2 separate regions of the Pan troglodytes genome follow, and region 1 is linked to region 2. The links are chromatin contacts, called in public Hi-C maps. All regions are on one chromosome and are shown on one strand. Each heading gives the region's core, a stretch centred on a gene start, on an enhancer-like site or on the middle of the called end of the contact. The rest is flanking DNA. Distances are from core to core; before and after follow the strand shown. Region 1 has its middle 85 kb from the start of SEPTIN5. Region 2 holds the start of CLDN5 (claudin 5).

Region 1 (5,767 bases), core at 1,608-4,107, 110 kb before region 2:
ACCATCTGTCTTCTGGTTCCCCCATCTGCTGAGAGCTACTTCCACTCAATAAAACCTTGCACCCATTATCCAAGCTCATGTGTGATCCGACTCTTCCGGTACACCAAGGCAAGAACCCGGGATACAGAAAGCCCTCTGTCCACGCGACAAGTAGAGGGTCTAATTGAGCTGGTTAACACAAGCTGCCTATAGACAGCAAAACTAAAAGAACAAACAGTAGCATACGCCAACTGGGGCTTCAGCTGTAAACATTCATCTCTAGACCCTGCTGTGGGGCCGGAGCCCCACAACCTGCCCATCTGTATGCCCCCTCTAGCGGTGGGAGAAGCAGGACACTGAAGAAACGAGCCACACCCCCATCCCACTCCCTGCAAGGCGGACAAAGGAACCTTTCCCGTTTCGGAACCACTACACAGGCTTAGGCAGCCAGGCCCGCCAGGTGGTGGTGGCAGTGACAATGGCGCAGCTTCCAGGATTATCCATGTCATGGGCAGCACTTGCTGATTTGAGGATTTGGAGCACCTTTCATGTAATGTTAGTGGACAGTCCAAGGGCAGAACTTCTGAGGCGTAAAAACGTCCACCTTTCTGGTCACATTTAAGTACTTGGCAACACCAGGGGGTGGTTGTTATACCTCCAGTTACTAAAAAACACAGTCTTATTCAGCGTATAAAAGCAATCACAGCCAAAATTGAAGGAAACACCAGAGCCAGTTACAAAGACAGAGGACATCCAGCTCTTTCGACAGCAGGCAAAAGATTAAAAAGCTGAAAAGGTTGATTTTCATTGCCTGGGAGAATTCTGTCACCGGGTCTTTGGACTTCTTAATTCTCACAATTCTTTCCTGGGACCACCTCAAGATGAATGGGAACCACAGCATGATGTCCAGCTTAGATTCTATTACAACAAGTCAGAACAAAACGTGATAGACTCAGCTTAGATTCTATTACAACAAGTCAGAACAAAACATGATAGACTGGCTGGGTGTGGTGGCTCACACCAGCACTTTGGGAGGCTGAGGTGGGTGGATCACTTGAGGTCAGGAGTTTGAGACCAGCCTGGCCAACATGGTGAAACCCCATCTCTGCTAAAAATACAAAAATTAGCCAGGTGTGGTGGCACATGCCTGTGGTCCCAGCTACTCGGAAGGCTGAGTCAGGGAATCACTTGAACCTGGGAGGCAGAGGCTGCAGTGCCCCGAGATCACGCCACTGCACTCCAGCCTGGACAACCAAGCAAGACTCTGTCTCAAAAAAAAAAAAAAAAAAAGAGGTCAGGCGCGGTGGCTCACGCCTGTAATCCCAGCACTTTGGGAGGCCGAGGCGGGCGGATCACGAGGTCAGGAGATCAACACCATCTTGGCTAACACAATGAAACACCGTCTCTACTAAAAATACAAAAAATCAGCCGGGCGCGGTGGTGGGCACCTATAGTCCCCTACTTGGAAGGCTAAGGCAGGAGAATGGCGTGAACCCGGGAGGTGGAGCTTGCAGTGAGCCGAGATCATGCCACTGCACTCCAGCCTGGGCAACAGAGCGAGACTCCGTCAAAAAAAAAAAAAAAGGGATGGACTACCATGGAACAGAAATCATGAGCCTCCGTTTGCCGTCACTAGTAAAAGAAGAATTTCTTTTTCTCAGCCCAATGTAGAAATGTACTTCTTCTCTTCATGGGCTGGTGATGGTTGGAACTGCTGGGAACTGCTGGGACATCGAGGGAACACTTGCTTGGGCATTTTTGAACAAAGTTTTGGGCTCACCTGCTGCCCTTTTGTGGAGAATACTTGGAAAATCAAATTTATCAACCTGAGAATTGTTGGAGACAGTTCCCTTGCTCCTGGAATTACTGAAACCAGCTGTTACATTTGAACAAGGTGGTCTAGAGGCCTTTCATAATATAATCACCTTACATGGCACCAACACAGTGCAACATCATGTAAAGTAGGCATTGGTGGTGGAACTGGAGAACAAGCTTTATGTAGTGGAAATGAGGCACTGCTGAACAAACGAGAACTGGGTTTACCTGACCCCCTAAAGCATTGAGCGCCGTCAGCCTAAAACATCTATACAGAAACGCTTCCAAATACATCAGTAATGTCTAAGTGATTTCAGATGTGAGGATTGACCTATTTTAGTTGAAATAACTTTCTGAACTCTAGACTTAACATATTCTGTGAATACTTACCTATTTTTACCTGAGTCGCAGCAAATGTTCTGAAATGTTCTGAAAGCTTAACACAAATAAATGTCACTTTAGATGTTATAGAAAAAAAGAAGAAGAAGAAGAAGACCCGTCATATGGGATTAGGGCCCACACTAATGACCTCATTTTAATTCATTCAGGTCTTTACAGACCCTGTCTCCAAATACAGCCACATTCTAAGGGAGCAGGGCTTAGGACTTCAACAAGTGAATTTGGGGGTACACAGTACAGCCCATAACAACGTTGTAATTCATTTCATATGCTCGCAGCACCTAACACATAACACACATACACACATATATACCAAAACACGACACCCGTCTGCAAACCGCCCTTCCCCAGTGAGTGTCCTTGAGCAAGCTCGCCCACACCCCCGTCCTCATCTCTCCACTAGAGGGCAGCAAGCACCCATTAAAGAGAGCCCAGGCCTTTGCAAGGCGGCCACACTCAGCCACATTTTTGGTTGTTGCATATCACAAGCTGGAGGTTCTGAATTTTCTCTCTTGTTCCATGCCATGCTAATGCAACTTAAGGTCCCTGCAGGCCCCGCATCATTAACATGGGGTGGGGGCCCCTCTCTTGTCCTCAGTGAGGGGAGAGAACCTGGGGTCCCCAGGGTCCCCGTCTGTGAGTCCGTGGTCTGCACACACACCCTGCTGAACAGGCACTGTGTCTGCAGCTGGATGGGATCAGAGGTGCAGGAGAAATTCTACAAAGATTCAGAGAAGCCAGTGAACTCCAGTAGTCGTTTTACTGATTCCCTGCAATAAGACAGGGGAAGGGGCACCTCTGTTTCCTTTTCTCCTCCCATCCCAAATTTCTGGAGCCTCCAGCCTCCATTCTCCTCTCCAGCCAAGGGCTGTGAGGTGCTGCCTCTCTTTGGATGACTGCTCTGTGTAATGCTGGGAGTGCACTGATCGGTCACATGACAGTCGGGCAATTAGGAGACGCAGGAGAGTCCCTGGCCCCCACTATGATGCTTCTCCCTGCAGAATGCATCTTCTCCTCCCCTCACCACCCTCCTCAGCGGTGCTCTGCCAGGAGGACTACTGGAAACGAGCAGCCCTGGGCTCTCTGCTTCACAGCCAAGGGGGGACGTTGCCGGGTGGGAACCTTCAGCTCCTGTGCATTGATATTCAATCCTGGTTCCAACAAGGCGCGGGTTTCCACCTTACACCATCAGGGCGCACACTGCTCCCATAAGAAAAGAGATCACCAGGAATTAAAAAATATAGTTAGGTAGAAGGAATAAGTTCTAGTATTTGAAAGTAGAGTAGGAAAGTTATAGTTAACAATAATGAATTGTGTATTTCTGGGGTTGTTTTGTTTTGTTTTGAGATGGAGTCTCACTCTGTTGCCCAGGCTGGAGTGCAGTGGCACAATCTCAGCTCACTGCAACCTCCGTCTCCCAGGTTCAAGAGATTCTCCCGCCTTAGCCTCCTGAGTAGCTGGGATTACAGGTGCCTGCCACCGCGCCCAGCTAATTTTTTGTATTTTTTAGTAGAGACGGGGTTTCACCATGTTGGCTAAACTGGTCTCGAACTCCTGATCTCAGGTGATCCACCTGTCTCAGTCTCCCAAAGTGCCGGGATTACAGGCATGAGCCACCACGCCCGGACTGTATATTTCAAAATAACTAGAATTGGAATGTTCCCAACACAAAGAAAAAACAAATGCTTGAGGAGATGGATAACCCAACGACCCTGATTAGAACATTATAGATTATATACATGTATCAAAATATCATATGTGCCCCAAAATATGCACAACTCTGAAATATCAATAAAAAAGAAAAGAGATCTATTACACAGCAGGGTGACTACAGTCGATAATAATAAGGTGTCGAACATCAACAGACGAATGGGTGAAGCAAATGTGGTACAAATACATCGTGGAGTACTACGAAGCCATGAAAAAAGAGTGAGATCCTATCATTTGCAACAGCATGGATGGAATTGGAGATCATTATGTTAAGTGAAATAAGCCAGGCACAGAAAGACAAATTTTACTCATTTGTGGGAGCTGAAATTAAAATTCCCAAAGACACCTTTCACACGTCTGAAAGCCCCCTTCTAACCACTTCATTCACAGCAGCATCATTCTCAACAGCCAAAAGGAGGGACCCACCCAGTATCTCTCCACGGATGAGTGGAAACACAAAATGTGGTGTAAACCTGCCATGGAGTATCATTCCGCCTTGGACAGGAAGGAACTTCTGACACAGGCCACAATATGGATGAAACGACATTCTGCTGAGTAAAACCAACCAGACACAAAAATTGCATGGCTCCAATTATAAGAGTCGTCAAATTCCCAGAGACAGAAAGTAGAATCGTGGTTGCCAGGGGCTGGGAGAAGAAGACATGGGGAGTTTAATGGGCACAGAATTACAGTTTAGGAAGATGAAGACCTTCTGGAAATGGGCAGTGGTGCTGGTTGTACAACAGTGTTAATGTACTTAATACCACAGAACTGTACACTTTAAAATGGTTAGAAAGAATGGTAAATTTTGGCCGGGTGCGGTGGCTCATGCCTGTAATCCCAGCACTTTGGGAGGCCGAGGCGGGCGGATCAAGAGGTCAGGAGATCGAGACCATTTTGGCTAACACAACGAAACCCCGTCTCTACTAAAAATACAAAAAATTAGCCAGGCGCGGTGGCGGGCGCCTATAGTCCCCTACTCGGGAGGCTGAGGCAGGAGAATGGCGTGAACACGGGAGGCGGAGCTTGCAGTGAGCCGAGAGAGCGCCACTGCAGTCGGGCCTGGGCGAAAGAGCGAGACTCCGTCTGAAAAAAAAAGAAAAGAAAAGAAAAGAAAGAACGGTAAATTTTATGTTATGTAGTTATGTATATTTTACCATGATTTTAAAAAATGACCACGAAAGTTACCCCTTCCAAATGGCAGCACTCCATCAGGAAGGGAGCTTCGAGGCCTAGAGGCTGGCATCAAACCACCCAGCTTGACAAGGGATTCTGCACCCTGGAAGAAGACACACGGCCGGCAGCAATGGTCCCAGGACTGGCGCACGCCATTGGGGAGCATCACGCCCAGGCGCAAGAGGGACAAGGCCTGGTGCCCTGGAGCCTCCTCAGCTCTGACCAGGCTTCCTTCTCCCAGAGACAGGGTGAAGCTGGCCTGGACACGGCCTGGGGTGCCTTCCATGACAGAGCGTTCACATACTTTCACGCTACAGGTTTGCTCCAGCCCCTGCCCCTTCCCCGTCAAAGTTCCTACAGCTGCCATGGGCTCTGCCGCGACCAAACAGGAGACCCAGCCCATAAGCCCATCTTGCCATCTGGCATCCTGCTCCAACACTGGGGCAAGGCAGAGTCTTGGCAAAGTGAAGCAGAAGACAGGCTTGGGGGATGGAGGAAGTAGACCCCGTTTGCAGAGCCTGTGCTTTGCAAATGCTTCTCCCTGATGGCAGCTCTGGACTGTCAATCTGTACCTACATCCCTGTCCTAGGGCTTCCCCAAGGTCCCCATGGGTGGCATTCAGGGCACTCAGGAGCTTGGATGGGAGAAAAAGCATCTTTATTTTCACTAAGGTTTACCATTTTCTCCA
Region 2 (5,726 bases), core at 127-2,626:
GGCTAGAGGGCGACAGGCAGCCTCCTGTGCAGGACAGACGCATGAAGACAGCCACCCTGTGGAGGTTATTCCTGGATACTGGGTGGGAAAGTCGGCAAGCAAAAGGACAGGTCCAACTCAAGCTTCTAAAAGCAATGCTGGGGGACGGTGCAGCAAGGTGTTCCTGGAAATGACCTCGGCAACACATCTTAGAAGATGAGCAGGACCCAACCTGACAGATACACGCTGCAGGCAGAAGAGGCCAAGGTAAGAGACGGCCCATGTGAGGCCCATAGGCAGGTAAGTCTGCTGGGGCAGAGTGTGTGCTCAGGGCCGCACCAAGACTGGTGGCTGGACTGGCCAGTCCTAGCGCATGCAGGTACACATCAATCCAGCTGCTCTGGGAGTCGGCTCTTCGTCCATGGGCAATGTGAGCCATGGAGGGTCTTAGGTAGGGTGAGGCCCAGGAGAGGGGCCTGGTGGGGTGGCCTAGCTGGGCAAGGGCAGGTCCCTGATGACCTGAGGAGGCCGCAGCAGTCATCCCAGGAAGATGGTGGCATGGAAGGGCTGGGAGTAGGGGGATCTGGGGAAGTTCCCTGGGCTTGGGTTAGGGGGTAGTAAGAGTGAGAGGGTGGGTGGGTCAGCTGTACCCCTGGAGTACACAGAGGAGGAGATGTCCAGGAGGGTCTGTAGAGGAAGGGGCATGGCCCACGGATCTGCAGCAGGAGGAAGGCAGTGACTAAAGTGATAGCTGGGAGAAAGCAGTGGTCCTCAGAGCCATACCTGGTGGGGAGAGGCCACGTGGGGCTGAGCAAAGAGGGTACGATTTCCTTCCAGCCTCAGGGCTGGGCACACTTGCCTTCAGAACCTCCCCACACTAGGTGAGCCAGACGCTGGCCTTATCTCATTTACCATCTCAGAGCCATCTGAAGGGGCAGAAGGGAACTGGGCCCCAGGAGGGAGAAAGTCATCAAACCTCCCACATCTGTGACCAGCCTCGGTGCCATACTTTTTCTATGGAGGGCCCTGTCCAATGGAACTAAGCACAGACCAGATAAAAGAACTGGGCACCCAGTGGCCTCAGTCCAGGGCCTGGAGTTCAAACTTTACTGGAAACAAAGGGGCCGAGAGAGACTGGGGAAAGAACTACTAGAAAGGGGCTGGTGCCCCCATGGGGCTGTGGGTTTTGGAGCCTGGTGCCCCCACCTGAGCCTCAGGGGGCCCAGAGTGTCCACCCCAGTGGACCTTTCGAGAAATGGCTGGGCCATTGTGCAGAAGAATGCCCGGAAATCCCGCGCCTCCCTCCTCCAGCAAGGATGGGGGCTCTTCCTCCTGGCCAGGAAACTCCAAGTTGGCTTCCGGAGGGTGGCCTGGGGGCTGGGGTGCCAGGGACACCATTGCCACTGGTGGGAGGGCAGGGCACAGCCCCTCCGTGTCCCTTTTTTCTCTCCTGTCTGAAGGCCAGAGCAGGCTGCTAGGCCTGGGGCCACCACTGCCCCTGGGTGTACACCCAGTGTGCTGGGTCACTGGGAACTTCCTGAAGTGGTGTCACCTGAACTGGGCCCCCAAGGATGGGGTGCGGGCAGTACCGCAGGAAGAGGAGCAGCCCCTGTGAAGATTGAGAGGTCTGGGAAGCCCCTGCGGCTTGGGAGAGTGGGGGTCGCCAGGCAGGGGGAAAGCCCCTGTGCCACCGCTTTTTGCCAGAGACTCAGGCTCCAGAGAGGCAGTGAGTGGCATGGGGGGTGAGGCTGGGGCCCTGGGCCTGACCTCCACACGCCTGCCTGGCCTCTCTGTTTGCCATGGGATGAGAGAGACAGTGCTGGGACTCAGAGCGGGGCTGGAGAGTGAGAGTGCAAGAAAGGGCCTGGGTGGGGCTTGGACCCCGGGGCGGGCTTTCTGGAGAGCCCCCCTACGAGGGCCTCTACGGCGGTGATGGGGTGGGGGGCTTCTGCAAACCTTGGTCAGGGAAGTGGAGCTGGCTCGAGTGGAAGAGACCACCCGGCTCAGTCGGGGATGTGGGAGTGGACTGGGTGGTGCAGGCTGGGGGTCGAGCGCCTTCTGAAGTGACGGGGCCGGGACATGCAGGGAGGCGGCCCAAGAAGCGCGCCCTAGGCCAGCCCAGAATGCGCTCGGCCGCGAGTAGGACAACGGCGGGTGGGGCTGGGGGCGGCTGCCGGGCGGGGAGCGGTCCCGCGCCCTCAGCTACCCCTCAAGAGCCGTTGTTTCCCTAACTTCAGCTGCCAGAGGCTCTGTGATTGGCTGCGGGACGATGACCCGCGCACGGATTGGCTGCTTCGGGCCGGGGGGCCGGGCCCGGGGGACAGAATCCGCCCCCGAACCTTCAAAGAGGGTACCCCCCGGCAGGAGCTGGCAGACCTAGGAGGTGCGACAGACCCGCGGGGCAAACGGACTGGGGCCAAGAGCCAGGAGCGCGGGCGCAAAGGCACCAGGGCCCGCCCAGGGCGCCGCGCAGCACGGCCTTGGGGGTTCTGCGGGCCTTCGGGTGCGCGTCTCGCCTCTAGCCATGGGGTCCGCAGCGTTGGAGATCCTGGGCCTGGTGCTGTGCCTGGTGGGCTGGGGGGGTCTGATCCTGGCGTGCGGGCTGCCCATGTGGCAGGTGACCGCCTTCCTGGACCACAACATCGTGACGGCGCAGACCACCTGGAAGGGGCTGTGGATGTCGTGCGTGGTGCAGAGCACGGGGCACATGCAGTGCAAAGTGTACGACTCGGTGCTGGCTCTGAGCACCGAGGTGCAGGCGGCGCGGGCGCTCACCGTGAGCGCCGTGCTGCTGGCGTTCGTTGCGCTCTTCGTGACCCTGGCGGGCGCGCAGTGCACCACCTGCGTGGCCCCGGGCCCGGCCAAGGCGCGTGTGGCCCTCACGGGAGGCGTGCTCTACCTGTTTTGCGGGCTGCTGGCGCTCGTGCCACTCTGCTGGTTCGCCAACATTGTCGTCCGCGAGTTCTACGACCCGTCTGTGCCCGTGTCGCAGAAGTACGAGCTGGGCGCAGCGCTGTACATCGGCTGGGCGGCCACCGCGCTGCTCATGGTAGGCGGCTGCCTCTTGTGCTGCGGCGCCTGGGTCTGCACCGGCCGTCCCGACCTCAGCTTCCCCGTGAAGTACTCAGCGCCGCGGCGGCCCACGGCCACCGGCGACTACGACAAGAAGAACTACGTCTGAGGGCGCTGGGCACGGCCGGGCCCCTCCTGCCAGCCACGCCTGCGAGGCGTTGGATAAGCCTGGGGAGCCCCGCATGGACCGCGGCTTCCGCCGGGTAGCGCGGCGCGCAGGCTCCTCGGAACGTCCGGCTCTGCGCCCCGACGCGGCTCCTGGATCGGCTCCTGCCTGCCCCCGCAGCTGGCCTTCTCCTGCCACTAGCCCGGCCCTGCCCTTAACAGACGGACTGAACAGTTTCCTTTTCTGTGCGCGGCGCTGTTTCCATAGGCAGAGCGGGTGTCAGACTGAGGATTTCGCTTCCCCTCCAAGACGCTGGGGGTCTTGGCTGCTGCCTTACTTCCCAGAGGCTCCTGCTGACTTCGGAGGGGCGGATGCAGAGCCCAGGGCCCCCACCGGAGAGATGTGTACAGCTGGTCTTTACTCCATCGGCAGGGCCCGAGCCCAGGGACCAGTGACTTGGCCTGGACCTCCCGGTCTCACTCCAGCATCTCCCCAGGCAAGGCTTGTGGGCACTGGAGCTTGAGAGAGGGCGGGAGTGGGAAGGCTAAGAATCTGCTTAGTAAATTGTTTGAACTCTCTCCCACCTGTGTCCTGTTCTCTGTCCAGCCATCTTCCGTGTCCAGCAGCCCCATTCATCACCCACCAGCCCCGCCCTCCCAAGGACTCCTGTGGAGACCTCCTCCCAGGGCTGGAGGCTGGGGCCCTTTTCCCCATCCTCCCTGCCACCTTCCCACCAGGTGGGAGACACAGCCACCACTTACTACAGCCCAGAAAGGCGGGATCTGCGGTCAGAAGAGCTGCTGCGTCATGGGGCCCTGGGGCCCGGGATGGGACAGGGGCGGGGGCAGCAGCAGACCCCAGCAGAAGATGCGGGGTGAAGCGCCCTCAACACAGGCTGGTGAGTGGGGGTCCTGCGGTGTGGGAAGTGCTGGGGGTGAGCAGCCAGGCCGCTGGCTTCTCCCAGAAAGGGCCAAGCCCCACACAGCACAGGGCGAGGTTTTCCACTGCCCTCTCAGGGCTTGCCTAGTCCCAAGCCCCATCAAGTGGCCACAGAGGTCTGTAGAATCCCCGACCAGGCCCTTTCCAATGGTGGGTGGGGCAGGAACAGGGGTGAATGCAGGACACGCCGGTCAACAGTAGGGTTGCCATGGGAGGAGGTGCTGGCAGCTGGTTGCCCGGAGTACCACAGCTTGGCTCTAGCCCCTCGTCCTGGCTCCTCTGCCAGTCCCAGCGCAGCTCCCTACAGAGCCTGTACCCACCCTGCTGGCCTGGCAGCCTGCCCAGAATGGTGCTCACAACCAGCACCTGTGCCAGCCCCTGCTGGGGGCACTCTGGGTAACCTTCCTCCTCCAGGGGCTGTGTGGCCTGGGAGTCAGTGCTGGCCCCTGCCAGGCACCTCGGAATGGGGGTGTCTAGAGCCATCTAAAATAGCCACTGAGAGCTCACTGTTTTTAGCCTTGTTCTAGGCACTTTGAATTAACACATTTTTAACTTTTGACATAAAGCTAGAAGCAGAAGAGAGCAGCTGATGAAGGGGGCATGCTGCAGGGAAGAGCTCTAAGCCCAGCCGGAAGGGAGACTTGGTATCTGCCCCAAACTGGACTTGGGGGCCCTGCCCAGAAATGTCTGGGCCACATCCAGTGGCAGGGAGTCTCCTAGGTCTGTCCAGGCTACCATCATGGAGCAGTGGGAGAACCCAAGAATGCAGGCTCAGAGTGGCTTAGGGCAGCTGCTGGAATGTGTGGCAGCTTCCTGGGAGCTGCTGTGGAACCAGCCGGTGGGATGAGTTACAGGGAGAGGGGCCCCACGGTGCAGAGGTCCTCAGCAGGCCTGACCTGTGCCCCACCTGGGCCTGTACAACAGGGACCAAGAATAGTCCCCAAGCTTGGGAGTGTGTGATCCCAGAGCTGTGGCCCTGGGCAGAGCCAAAAACAATGGTCCTTACACTCTCGCACCTGGCCACCGGGACTGGGTAGTACCAGGTCTGGTGTGTTTGGTCAGAAGCTGAGGCCCAAGGCTGCCTGGGAGGGCTTTCCTAAGAAAGGACAGGCACGGGGCTGGGCACGGTGGCTCACGCCTGTAATCCCAGCACTTTGGAAGGCCGACGTGGGCGGATCACAGGGTCAGGACATCAAGACCATTCTGGCCAACATGGTGACACTCGTCTGTACTAAAAATACAAAAATTAGCTGGGCGTGGTGGTATGTGCCTGTAATCCCAGCTACTCGGGAGGCGGAGACAGGAGAACCACTTGAACTCGGGAGGCAGAGGTTGCAGTGTGCCGAGATCACACCAACTGCACTCTAGTCTGGTGACAGAGCGAGACTCTGTCTCAAAAAAAGGAAAGAAAGGGCATGGAAAGGCAGCTGCACAGCCTTTGAATTTTCCCAAATGGCCAGGGTAGGCAGCTCAAGGGTCCCGGGAAGCTGTGCAAACCACCAGAGGTGAGGCGAGGGGCCCAGCCTCCAGTCCAGCTCTCACCCTTTTGTGCCCACTGCCCTTTGCCAAGGGCTGCACCAAGACCAGCCCCACCTACCTGTGTGCTCTTTTCCAGGCCACTCTTTCTGAG

Evidence for each region. Hi-C and Micro-C count contacts between places; a contact is called where the count stands out from the background.
Region 1: a contact with region 2 is called in a Hi-C map of induced pluripotent stem cells, with 2.2 times the contacts expected there. The contact joins the enhancer-like site here to the promoter of CLDN5 in region 2. A contact is called at or near these places in 2 of 7 Hi-C or Micro-C datasets (both in induced pluripotent stem cells).

What each region holds. Positions count from the first base shown.
Region 1 is chr23:21,657,796-21,663,562 of NHGRI_mPanTro3-v2.0_pri, reverse strand. It overlaps the pseudogene LOC100612941. Among named protein-coding and RNA genes, the nearest start is that of SEPTIN5, 85 kb to the left of the region's middle. Within about 2 kb of position 2,857, at least 5 of the 24 cell types and tissues checked have an H3K27ac peak or open chromatin away from gene starts, as enhancers often do. A contact at or near this core is called in induced pluripotent stem cells, where this site is marked.
Region 2 is chr23:21,550,292-21,556,017 of NHGRI_mPanTro3-v2.0_pri, reverse strand. CLDN5 (claudin 5) reads left to right here and starts at 1,376. Exons shown (of 2, transcript XM_063807739.1): 1 at 1,376-1,604; 2 at 2,217-3,735. The coding sequence starts at 2,504. The coding sequence ends at 3,160.